Linked DNA regions of Sus scrofa: region 1 is linked to region 2. Evidence: chromatin contacts called from public HiChIP or PLAC-seq data. All regions are on one chromosome and are shown on one strand. The core of a region is the stretch at or near the end of the contact, and the rest is flanking DNA. Distances in the headings are between cores, read along the strand shown. Region 1 overlaps STARD13 (stAR-related lipid transfer protein 13). Region 2 holds the start of STARD13 (stAR-related lipid transfer protein 13).

What was found. HiChIP or PLAC-seq counts read pairs in DNA pulled down with a chosen protein or histone mark.
Region 1: an H3K27ac HiChIP or PLAC-seq map of skeletal muscle shows a contact between it and region 2. The contact joins the enhancer-like site here to the promoter of STARD13 in region 2. A contact is called at or near these places in 15 of 47 Hi-C or Micro-C datasets (adipocytes, embryonic fibroblasts, epiblast stem cells and 7 more) and 1 of 2 datasets of contacts at active chromatin or transcription factors (skeletal muscle).

Annotation. Positions count from the first base shown.
Region 1 is chr11:9,687,217-9,692,383 of Sscrofa11.1, forward strand. All of the region lies in intron 1 of STARD13 (stAR-related lipid transfer protein 13), which reads right to left. Among named protein-coding and RNA genes, the nearest start is that of STARD13, 49 kb to the right of the region's middle. Within about 2 kb of position 3,720, at least 68 of the 83 cell types and tissues checked have an H3K27ac peak or open chromatin away from gene starts, as enhancers often do. A contact at or near this core is called in liver, mesenteric adipose tissue, retroperitoneal adipose tissue and 2 more, where this site is marked.
Region 2 is chr11:9,736,132-9,741,217 of Sscrofa11.1, forward strand. STARD13 (stAR-related lipid transfer protein 13) reads right to left here and starts at 2,239. Exons shown (of 18, transcript XM_021065185.1): 1 at 1,856-2,239. The coding sequence starts at 1,979.

The DNA.
Region 1 (5,167 bases), core at 2,470-4,969, 47 kb before region 2:
CCATTTGCGCATCTGCTTAAATTTGGATTTTCCAAATAATTTGTGTGCGTGCACATGCAGCTATCTAATGACACAAGATCCCAGTTCTCCCTTTCGGCAGCCTCACATGCTTTTCCTCCACTTCCTCGGCATCCTCCCTCCCGTCCATCCCAATTGCCTGCCTGTGAGGGACATAAGGACCCTTATTATTCCCATTCTCTCTTCCTACAACAATTTCCCCATTGATTCAGCAAGACTGTGGGGTGAGGATTATGGGCAGTATGACTTGTGTGATAAGCTTTCACTCTGCAAAACAGCATTCTATTTTACATAGCTCTTCTCTTTTTAACTGTACTTAAAACTCCAGAACTAAAAAGATGGCTAGAGAAATGATGCAAGTATATTTTGGAGCATACCCTAAGATGAGCAAGTTTAGATTCATCCTGAGTTTGAGCAACTAATTCTGATCCTATGCATCATCAAAGATGCCTTTATTTCTCCTCCTTGTTTTTCCTTCCCATGAGTGGATCTGCTGTTGAATCATGTCCATGTCATTCAGTGATTATCTCACTGTAATGAGGTCAGTGAAGAGCAACTTACACTTGTTTGCACTGTTCCCAACAGCCATGAAAGACTAAGTTTTGATGTCCCCACATTATCTTAATATAATGCTAAATCTTCCTTGAGAGATGTATGGCAGAGTAATGCAAACAGTTTTACAGATGTGGTTGTTATTTTAAGATACCGATATGTGAACTACCAAAAATAATAGTGTTATTAATTTAATATGCACTTGATAAGTTTTAATTGAATGCTTATAGGCCATTAGTAAAATAATCTGACATTGTGTATTACTGGGTACTAACTCTTCAAGGGCTAAGGTAAACCACACAGCACTTTACTTTCAAAAAAGAAATAAGACCAGATTGAAAATCTCACAGTTAAGTGACCAGTTTAAATCTGTGATATGGTTCATTGCTATACCCTGAGTGGAAAAGACAGAGATATTACATTATTCAGAAACCAAAGGTTCAGTAGTTTAATACTCAATATAAAAACAAACCAGAAAAATGGGTATTATTGAGCACAGTCTCTAGAGATACATTCAAATACCAGCTCCTACTATGTGGCCTTGGAGAAGTTATTTGAACTCTACGTATTTCTGTTTTCACGCCTTTAAAATTGATATAATAATAGTACTCACCTGCAAGAATTTGTTTTTTGAGGATAAAATAAATGGACATATATATGCAAAGCTCTCAGAGCAGTGCACAAACTGTAAATAATCGATCAGTATCTTCTACTATTACAGTAAGCAATCTACGCATACAGTAAACCCAGTCAAATCATTTTGCTTCTGCTCTCTCAATGTCTTATGATACAATTGTATGCTATTAACAAATAATGAGTTCCTAATCACTGGACTGTTGGAATTTTTTTCAGACTTCCCTATGATGCTAATTGTCACTTCATTTTTAGGCATTCCTGAGCTTCCAAGGTTCCACTGCCCAACATCAAATAGGGAGGATGCTCAGACTTTCTAATGAGGCAACATGAAACATAGACACAGAATACACATTCGATGACCGTGCATGTGCTCCTTCATAACTGCAAGTCTTCGATGGAAAAATAATCTTCATTCCAAAAAGAACACAAGTAATTTTTAACAAAATCAACCCCTGTAAATTCACTTAAGGAGACTGTCAAAGATATTCCAAACTATCTGCATGCGCTGTCTGACACAATACACTCTACACGTATGCCGAGGAACACCTACAGGGTGCAGACTATAAATCATCATCCAACGTTCCTCGAGCCCCCACGTCCATAACGATGATGGCATCTGGTCAAGCACTGTTGTCACACAGCCCTGAAACTAAAATGGAGCTGGTTTTTATTCTAAGCCTAATGTATTTTTAAATCAAGCCACAGGGAAATAATTACTTTTGTTTCTATTCAATCAAGACCTGCACACAGAGAGTTTATGGAATGACATAATATCCTTCCTGAAATCAGACTGGTATGTAGGACCAGTATCCTTCACACATATCCAGTTCCTGAACCTTTAAAAACAAATCCCAATTTCCAAGGAAACAATCTCATCAAATGCTGCTCACTAGAATACATATTGTTCCTTTTGGAAACATTACAATAAGATTTTCATGATTACGAACTCCAACTTCCCTTCTAAAATTAAATATAATCTTAAACTCATTTATTTAAGTGGAAATTTATTTTTATAATGGCTCTAGAAAATCCTGGTCATTGGTGGTTATGTATCACCGATATAATAATTTAGTTATTTAGTTAGCCTGGGAGTGGGTGGTTATAAACTTCATAAACTTATTATGTATGTGGGGGTATGCGTGGGTATATGTCTTTTTCTTAGGAAGGTTCACCTTTCTAGTTTCTACAAACGTACCCTAAGATAAGGGGCATGTTTTAAACTATTACCAGAGAATAATGAGTTTTAGTAATCCCCCCACCCCCAGAATAAAAAGGAACACCCAATAGCTTGTAATCAATTTTCCTCTCCTCTCTGCCTTATGCAGCTGATGCTCCTGTCACAAGATTTGTTTTGAAGTTAGCAGACAAGCTTATCCTTTACCAGAAAAACAGTATCAACAAATCAGTGGCAACTCCTGACGTAAACAGGCAAAGAGGCAGAGAATGTGATTCTGATTGTCAGCCCAAGGGCTTTAAGAACAGAATTTTAACTTTCTCCTGTCAGGTAAGAGTATTGTAAAGAATCTGGGCAGGGTGAAGCTAGTCCTCCGCTCCCCCCCGCCCCCCTTAAATAAACCAGTGTCTAAGTTTTAAACATGACAGGGTGTGAGGAACCTTCAGAGAAGCGCCTAAAATACACACCGAGGAAACCTGTCTCATTTATTCTGTAGACATATACGTAGTTTTGGAAATTTATGATTCGCTGTCCTGCCGTGAAGGTTTTTGTGGACTTAATGTTGAGTTATGTGGCAGCTAAGCGCTGTCACTGTTTGCTTAAAACTGCAGCCTGAAGCTACTTCTCAAAGTTAGGTGCAGCGTGGCAGAGAAACCCATACAATGTAAAGTGAAAACAGCTTTCAAAACTGCGTTAGCACGAAAGAGAGCCAACAGAAATCAGAATTAGCAACAGCCTTCCACTGCCGGCGACTCACCTTGTTGAATTTTAGTCACTAGCTGATGGCGTGCTAGAATCCGGCTCATCCTGTAAGGAGAGCGCCTCGCAGTCTGATCAAATCGCAAATACATCTCCTGGCTCTCAGGTGTCAGGGCATTTAGATAGTAGCAGCCTGAAGCTGGGGTCCTGGGTCCCTGACTGAACATCCCGGCAGATTTTCGTTTGCCACCTCAGTCTGCCCTGTGGCTGTTTCCGTCTGCCTCCAGTCTCAGTCACGGTGCAAGGCACCCAGCCCAGCAGAGCTCAACAGACCCAGCGATTTTTAAAAAGAAAAGGAGTGCCAAAAGCCACAACTCAGAATTCCAACCTCCCCTCCTGGGCCTCACGTGACCCCGCGGAGCCAATCAGAGGCGGGCAGGAGATGAGCCCGTACGCCGTCGGCTGCCGGAGCCCCGGAGAGACCTTGCTCCAGGGGCTCGGGTCCCCGACTGCGCGGGAAGCGAAGGCTCCTGCCCTGCCTCCGAAGTGACTAAGCCCCGAGAAGCTGCACTCACTGAAAGAGCTGAGGGAGAGGAGAAAGGGCAACAGAAGAAAACTAAGCCCTGGGCACAGGAAATCGTTCCAGCTGTAAACGATAGAGAAAGCACACCCGCCTTCTCCAAGGCAGCTGCAGCGAGGTACAGAGATGGGTGTGATACACGATTTAAATGAAAAACTACTTCCAATAAGCATAAACAGCTGAGGATAAATGACCACACTTCATTACAAAAGAAATGGATAAAGCTTTTCCAGGGAAAAGTACACTTCCAGTCCTTTAATGCCCGGAGGAAATGCACTCCAGGCCCCTGACCTGCATGGGAAGCTGAGAGCTCTTACAGATGAAACTGGCACAGGCGAGGGCATCAACATATTTAAGTATCTTCCCCTTTAAAATCTTCTACTTCCTCAATTATTAATCAGCCAGAAGAAGAATACTCTTCAAGTGCCTATTCCATTTAAGACACTGCGGGAATCACAGTAAAGATGCAGATTCATGCAAAGCTGCTGTGGCCAAGCTGCTTGGGATCAGTAGAGAAGTTGTGCAAAAGGGTATAATGCAGGCCTTATGTGAAAGGGCCTCAAAAAAAGACCTAAGAACAATATTAAAGGGGAGTATTATTACTTTTGACTGGGGTGATGATGAGAGCAGGCCACACAGAGAAAGAGACATCTGGGTGGGCTTTTAAGAAATGGGTGGGATTCTGACAGGCAGGGGCTGAGGAGGGTCTGTGCCCACATATATGGACAGGGGAAACCAGAGTGTGTGTTTAAGGAAACTGCGAGTGATTCCACTTGGCCATATCCGAGTGTACATGTGGGAGTAATCAGCATTTCCCCCCTATTTTTTCTCTTTAATATTGTTTGATGTGAAGAGAAAAAAAAAATCTATAGAAAATGTTATTGAATTCTGAGCCTGGGGCTGAAGGAATAAAGTTATTTGGAAAAGAGGCATGTGGCCAAGTTGTTCTTATATTTGGTAGATTCAAACTGAAACACAGCCGGGCCTGGAATTTAGAATCCCAATAATGAAAAACTCTCGATTGGAAGTTCAACAGGACTTAAATTAGGATCTTGATTCTTGGTGCTATGGCTAACTGTGGTCAGCCCCAACACCTGCGGAATTTCTGCACTTCTGAGAAGCAGCTCATTTCGCGTAAATATCTTACTAGGTAAATGAGCACATGAATAAAGACTCCCAGGGCTACAATGGACTCTTCTTTCTCTCTCTGTTCTTCTCCCTCTCTCTCCCTCCCTCTCTCCCTGCACTTGAGAGCCTCTTCTAATCACCATGCAAAAATAAGTAAGGGTCAGGTTTTCAAGTCAGCTCTGATGCAGGAAAGGAAAGGAAAGATGCACTGGGTCCTGTTGTTCCTTTTCCATTTTTCATCAGCCCTTGATCATAGTTTTTCTATTCCAGAGGACCTTTTGTGCATGGTGAGAGGGATCTGAGATCTGGTGCCTCTGGATGTGCCAGAAGCATGGGCATTACTGGCAGACAGGCTTAGTACCCTACTGCAGTTTAGATGC
Region 2 (5,086 bases), core at 989-3,488:
TCAGCTTCTATAAAAACCCAGCACAGCCTTGGCAGCCCTCCTGGAAAGACTTCTTGTTTCCTGAGGATCCAATGATTTAACAAACTTAACAAACTTAATAAGAGAAGCTATGAAAGAGACTTTGCAGTAAGCATTGTGAAGTTATGAAGTAACAAAAGTTTACTAGACCACAAAAATTTCTCTGACACCATCTAGCATGTAGATTATACAATTTAGCACAATAACAAGGAAAGTTGTTAATTGTTATTAATTGAGGTCTGCAATGCACAAACAGGTCTTTAAAAATCAACAGTCAAAACTACCGGGTTGCCACAACTTATTTCTGGGTCCAGGCTGCAAAGTCTCTTTCTATTTCTTTGGTGCTACTACATGGGACCACTGTCTTGAAGAGAAAATTCAGGGTGAACATTTTCTGCTGACAATAATGCATGGTGGAATCATCTGTAATCGCTCCCTCTAATTTGACCAGGTAGGCTGACAAAGACCTAGCTCAAGGAGATACAGACTCTGGGCCTCTACTCCAGGATGCTGACTGATTGAGAGAGGTGCCTGTGCGGGTGTAAGGACAGAACTTCTAGCAAAGGACTTCTACAGCTCTTCAATGAGGAAAAGGGGGAGGAGCCCAGACAAGGTGAAATCTTCCTTCTCACCCTTGGCATCCCTGCCCTCTGTCCAGGTTTCACACCTTCTTCTTCTCTAGACCTCTCTTCCGCCCCTGTAGTCACTGGCCCACTCAGAAGATACTGTTGGAGAGACAGGAGGCAAGAAGATCCAGACGCTAGACTCATGGTCAGCTCAGGGGCCCTTCCCTCCACACTTCCCCCACTTCCAGAAACATCCTCCACACCTAACACTTGGGAGAAGCAGTCCTAAATCCTACTCTGCCAGTGAGCTGTGCTGTGCAGTGGGGCCACCTCCCCTTATTGTGACAGGTATGCTGCGGTGACTAACCCCACCTAATGTTCCCAGCATGGGCTCTGAGGAGCCTCAGACCACTGACTGCTTTCCTGGTCCTGCCAGAAAGTAGTTCCAAGGAGCACGCACAGAAGAAGGACCGCAGCCAGGAGGATGAGGGAGGTGCTAAGGAAGGGACTGGCCTTCTGACCTAAGCAAGGATTCTTAAGGACCTCTGAGCTCAGAATAATCAATCACCTCTTCTCTTCCTCTGATTCGCCAGCGATGGATTACAAAAGGGAGGCCTATCTTTTGCAGTCTCTAAGTGAGGAGAGTCTGATCCACAGCTGGCAAGGGTTGTGGGCAGCTACCTACAGGCACCAACTGTCCACCTGTCTTTCCCCAAATCCTCCCCTCCTGCCCCTACAAACATCTGGTCTCCCAGAGCTCAGGATACGCTCCCTAGTCTTGTTTTGACCTCCCCCCCCCCCCCACCACACACACACACACACACAAGCAGTGGACACATCCCTTGTGGAAAAGGAGAAGTTGGGAGAGGGACTGCCCTCCCAAAAGGCCAGCTGGGCTGGCCACTCATTCATTCATCGGGCTGGGGTGGGGCGGATGGCGGCGGAGCGGGGGCCAGGCCACCCTAAGGACACGGCCAGGTAACCCCGCGCGGGCTCCCGCCCCGCGTGCAGCGGCCCGCGGCTGTCAGAGCGCACGGGGTGGAGCCCACACCCACCCGGCCTCTGCGCGGGGAAAGCGGCGAGCCTGACGCTCCCGCCCGCCCGGCAAGGGTGGTGTGAGCAGCCTCCTCCGCCCAACCCCAGACTAGGAAAACCCGAGCTGCCCAAAGCGGGGCCGGGGCCGGGGCCGGGGCCGGGGGCCGGGGGCCGGGCGGGCAACCCGGCCGGCGCCTCCTCCCGCCCCCGCGGTTCTGCGTCTCCGGGGCACCGACCTGCCAGCCGCCTCTCCCGGACGTTCTTCCACAGCCGATCCCAGGCTCTGGCCGTGGAGTCCCGCAGCTGCTCACTGATTGACCTCCTGAGCTGCGTTTGGAAGGGTTTCCGTTTGCCGGTCATTTTTGCTCCGTCCGCATAACGACCCGCGGGCGTGCCACCGTCACTCCCGCGTGGCCCGCAACTCAGACGCCCCGCGGCTCGAGACGCCAGATGCCGGATTCCCGCCCGGGGCCCGGGCCCCGCCGCGGCGCGACATGGGTCCTCCGCCGTCCCGCGCGGGGGCCGGGATGCGCCGCCACGGAGCGCGCCGCGCAGGGGCCACCTCTGCGCTCCGTCAACTCCGCTACTCCTTTCCCACTTTGCCTCCGCTCCCTCCCCTCCCTTCTTCCCTCCCCCCTCACTCCGGGACGGTCCAGCGCCCCACTCCTTCCCCCAGAGAGCTCTCGCCCCCTCCCTCCTCCTCCTGCTGGGTCCGACGGCCCCCAATTACTGGGCGTCCACACCCCGCCCCCGCCACCCCGCTTTTCATTTTCCCTCAGACACAGGGGCTGTACCCTCGTCCTCCCATTTCTTGATATTTGCCATTTTTCACTCTGAGAAACCGCCACCATCCCAACCATTACAAAAATTTAAAACTGTGCCACAGCTGGTGCCGAAATAACTCATCACAGTTTTCCCGAGTTCAAGTCACTTGAAATCGGCTCCTCCGTCTGGCTGACATTCTTTTGGAGTTAGATACTGGTGCTCTCGTATTATATGTCAGTCTTTCCCGGTTTCCTCAGTGAAATGATTACCTGGCTGCAAGCTACAATCACATTGATTTGTTCATTGCATAGCTTTGAGTCTAGAGGAAAATAACTTGTAAATATTAAGGTCAAACCGTGAGGAACCCGCGTAAAATAGATTCACATATTCTGGTAAAGCATTCGAATAGGTATGCAGTTTAAAAAGTAGATACTATGAGGAAGTGAAATGTGAAAATAAAAGAATTTGGAGGGAGTTTAACCAATAACATGACGTAGGCTTATAATTAGAAAGCAACCCTGATTCCTTCAGGTAAGAGGGAGGAAATACACTGGCTCTTTAAGAAATACCTGAGGAGGCGGTGGGGTCCGGCTCATTTCCCTGGGCTCTCAAACTTTACCCCAAAGGTGAAGACAGTACTAGCTCAGGCCTCAGAGTGTCCTGTTATTCTTAAGGCTTTGCTTTTAAAGGGCTTGGAGGACCTTAGAGAAAGTAATTTTGACCATGTTTGATGTCACTCCATGATGTGATGAGTTGATGTCATACGTCTCAAGCTTGGCTAGGGAACTTGAAGTATTTCAAAAGGGAATTTCCGAATTATTTAAACAGTAAAATGGCTTGAATATCATTTCTTCTTCTTGTCTTTGTACCAGGCTGCTAAATAACCCAAGTTTAGTTAGCTGTCTTCTATTTTTTATTTAATTTCAGGTGCCCCATGTAAAGTTTAACAATTCAAGAAAGTTCTTCAGTCCTCTGTTATATAAATTGTTCTTGACGTAAGGAGTGGAAGTTAACAGCCACCTGAAGTATCCCCTCTACCATTCTACATTTTTGGTAAACATTCCCTCTACTAGCTTGTATTGTTAGTAGAAAGTGTGTGTGGGGGGATAATGATGGTAAAAACCATCTTTATTATTTTATTTTGTTATTTCAAGTATTCAAAAATGGTCACTAGTGAAACACTCAGAATGAGCTAGAAAGTAATGGTTGGTTTTTTTTTTTTTTTTTTTTTTTGGTGCCAAACTGCTAAACCTTTGAAATTGTCAGTTATGAAGCAATAAGTCATGGATCAGAAGTGGACTTGAAACTACGGCAGCCAGTTACAGACTAACCCAGATTGCTTTCTGGACCCCTGCCAAATACCCTTTTGATTACCTCCTGTTTTGTATGCATGCAGTGGTAAGGAAGTGCTCTACAAGAAGCACGATTTGTGTTATCTTAAAGTGACTGCTGTACGGTGTAACGACAAAACGTTTCACAGTTGCATTCCCAGGAAAGCCATGTATTTAGCTTAAAAAAAAAAAGATCTCTAATCGAATCAAACAGAGGCAGTAATTGTAACATTATATGCCCAGGAATAGAACATTACAAGGAACAGTCCGGCTATTTCGCTTATCATTTAGCTCTAAAATCCAGGGCCCCTAATACGTTCCATTTTAATACGTTTTATATCCAGATGTCAAGGGTTAGGGGTTTTCCTTAAATGACTAATTTGAAGATAAATTCTGGCTTTGCAAGTTTGTTTCGTTCTGGCTGTTGAAGGGTCCATGAATTCAGGACTGTCCAAGGGAAGCCAGATGAAAGACTGGAATGATTTGCCCAGAACAGGTGCCACACAGCACAGCACAGCTCTCTCTGCCTGCCTGGCTGCTGGCACTGCTGGAGGAAGTCTTACAGCTGTGCGGATGCAGCCGCCACAAATGCAAAGGTTCTAAACTTAAGGGGCTACTTAGAGACTTTTATAGAGGCCCTTGGCATCCACTCCCATTTCTCAGGAGCCCTATTTCCAAGCTGAACCTTAAGTAAGACCCCTCGTGGATTACCCTCCCCTCTGGGGTCTTCCCCTTGAGCAGACAACAGTACCACCTACTTCACAGAAGAGAAATCAGGCAGCTCCTCATCCCATTACCTTCTTACTTACTCCCTTCCCTCCCAGTACATGAAAGAGGTATCTCTCTTCCTACCTAAGATTTGGTCCTTGACCTGTGCTCTGCTTAGTATCTTTTCTTGTTCCTACAAGGACTTGGCTACATCAGTTATTTCCTCTGACTCCTACACTCTCAAACCCCTCCCTCTCCATGGGCTTGACCTTCACATCTGGAGCTTTTTAAAACCACACCCAAACCAAAACAATAACCATAACAAAGCACACTGCCTCTACCCATATCTCTTGGAAAAGAAGTACTGCCTTAACACGGCGATCTGGATGCCCACACTAACTCACTGAAGCCAGTCTTGGCAAGGTCACCAATAACTGCCTGGTGGCTACAGCTAATGCATGTTTCCAGTTGTTCTTACTCTTTCTGGGGCATGTGGATGATGGGACACTGTGGACCACTCCCTTCCTCTTGACACCGCCTTGTCTTGTGGTTGTCAGGCTCCACTTCCCCTGGTCTCCTCCATCTCACACTGTGCCCCACGCAGCCACGGGGTTTGTCTTCAGAGCCCCGGTTCCACCAGCTCAATGTATGTATTCCCTGGGT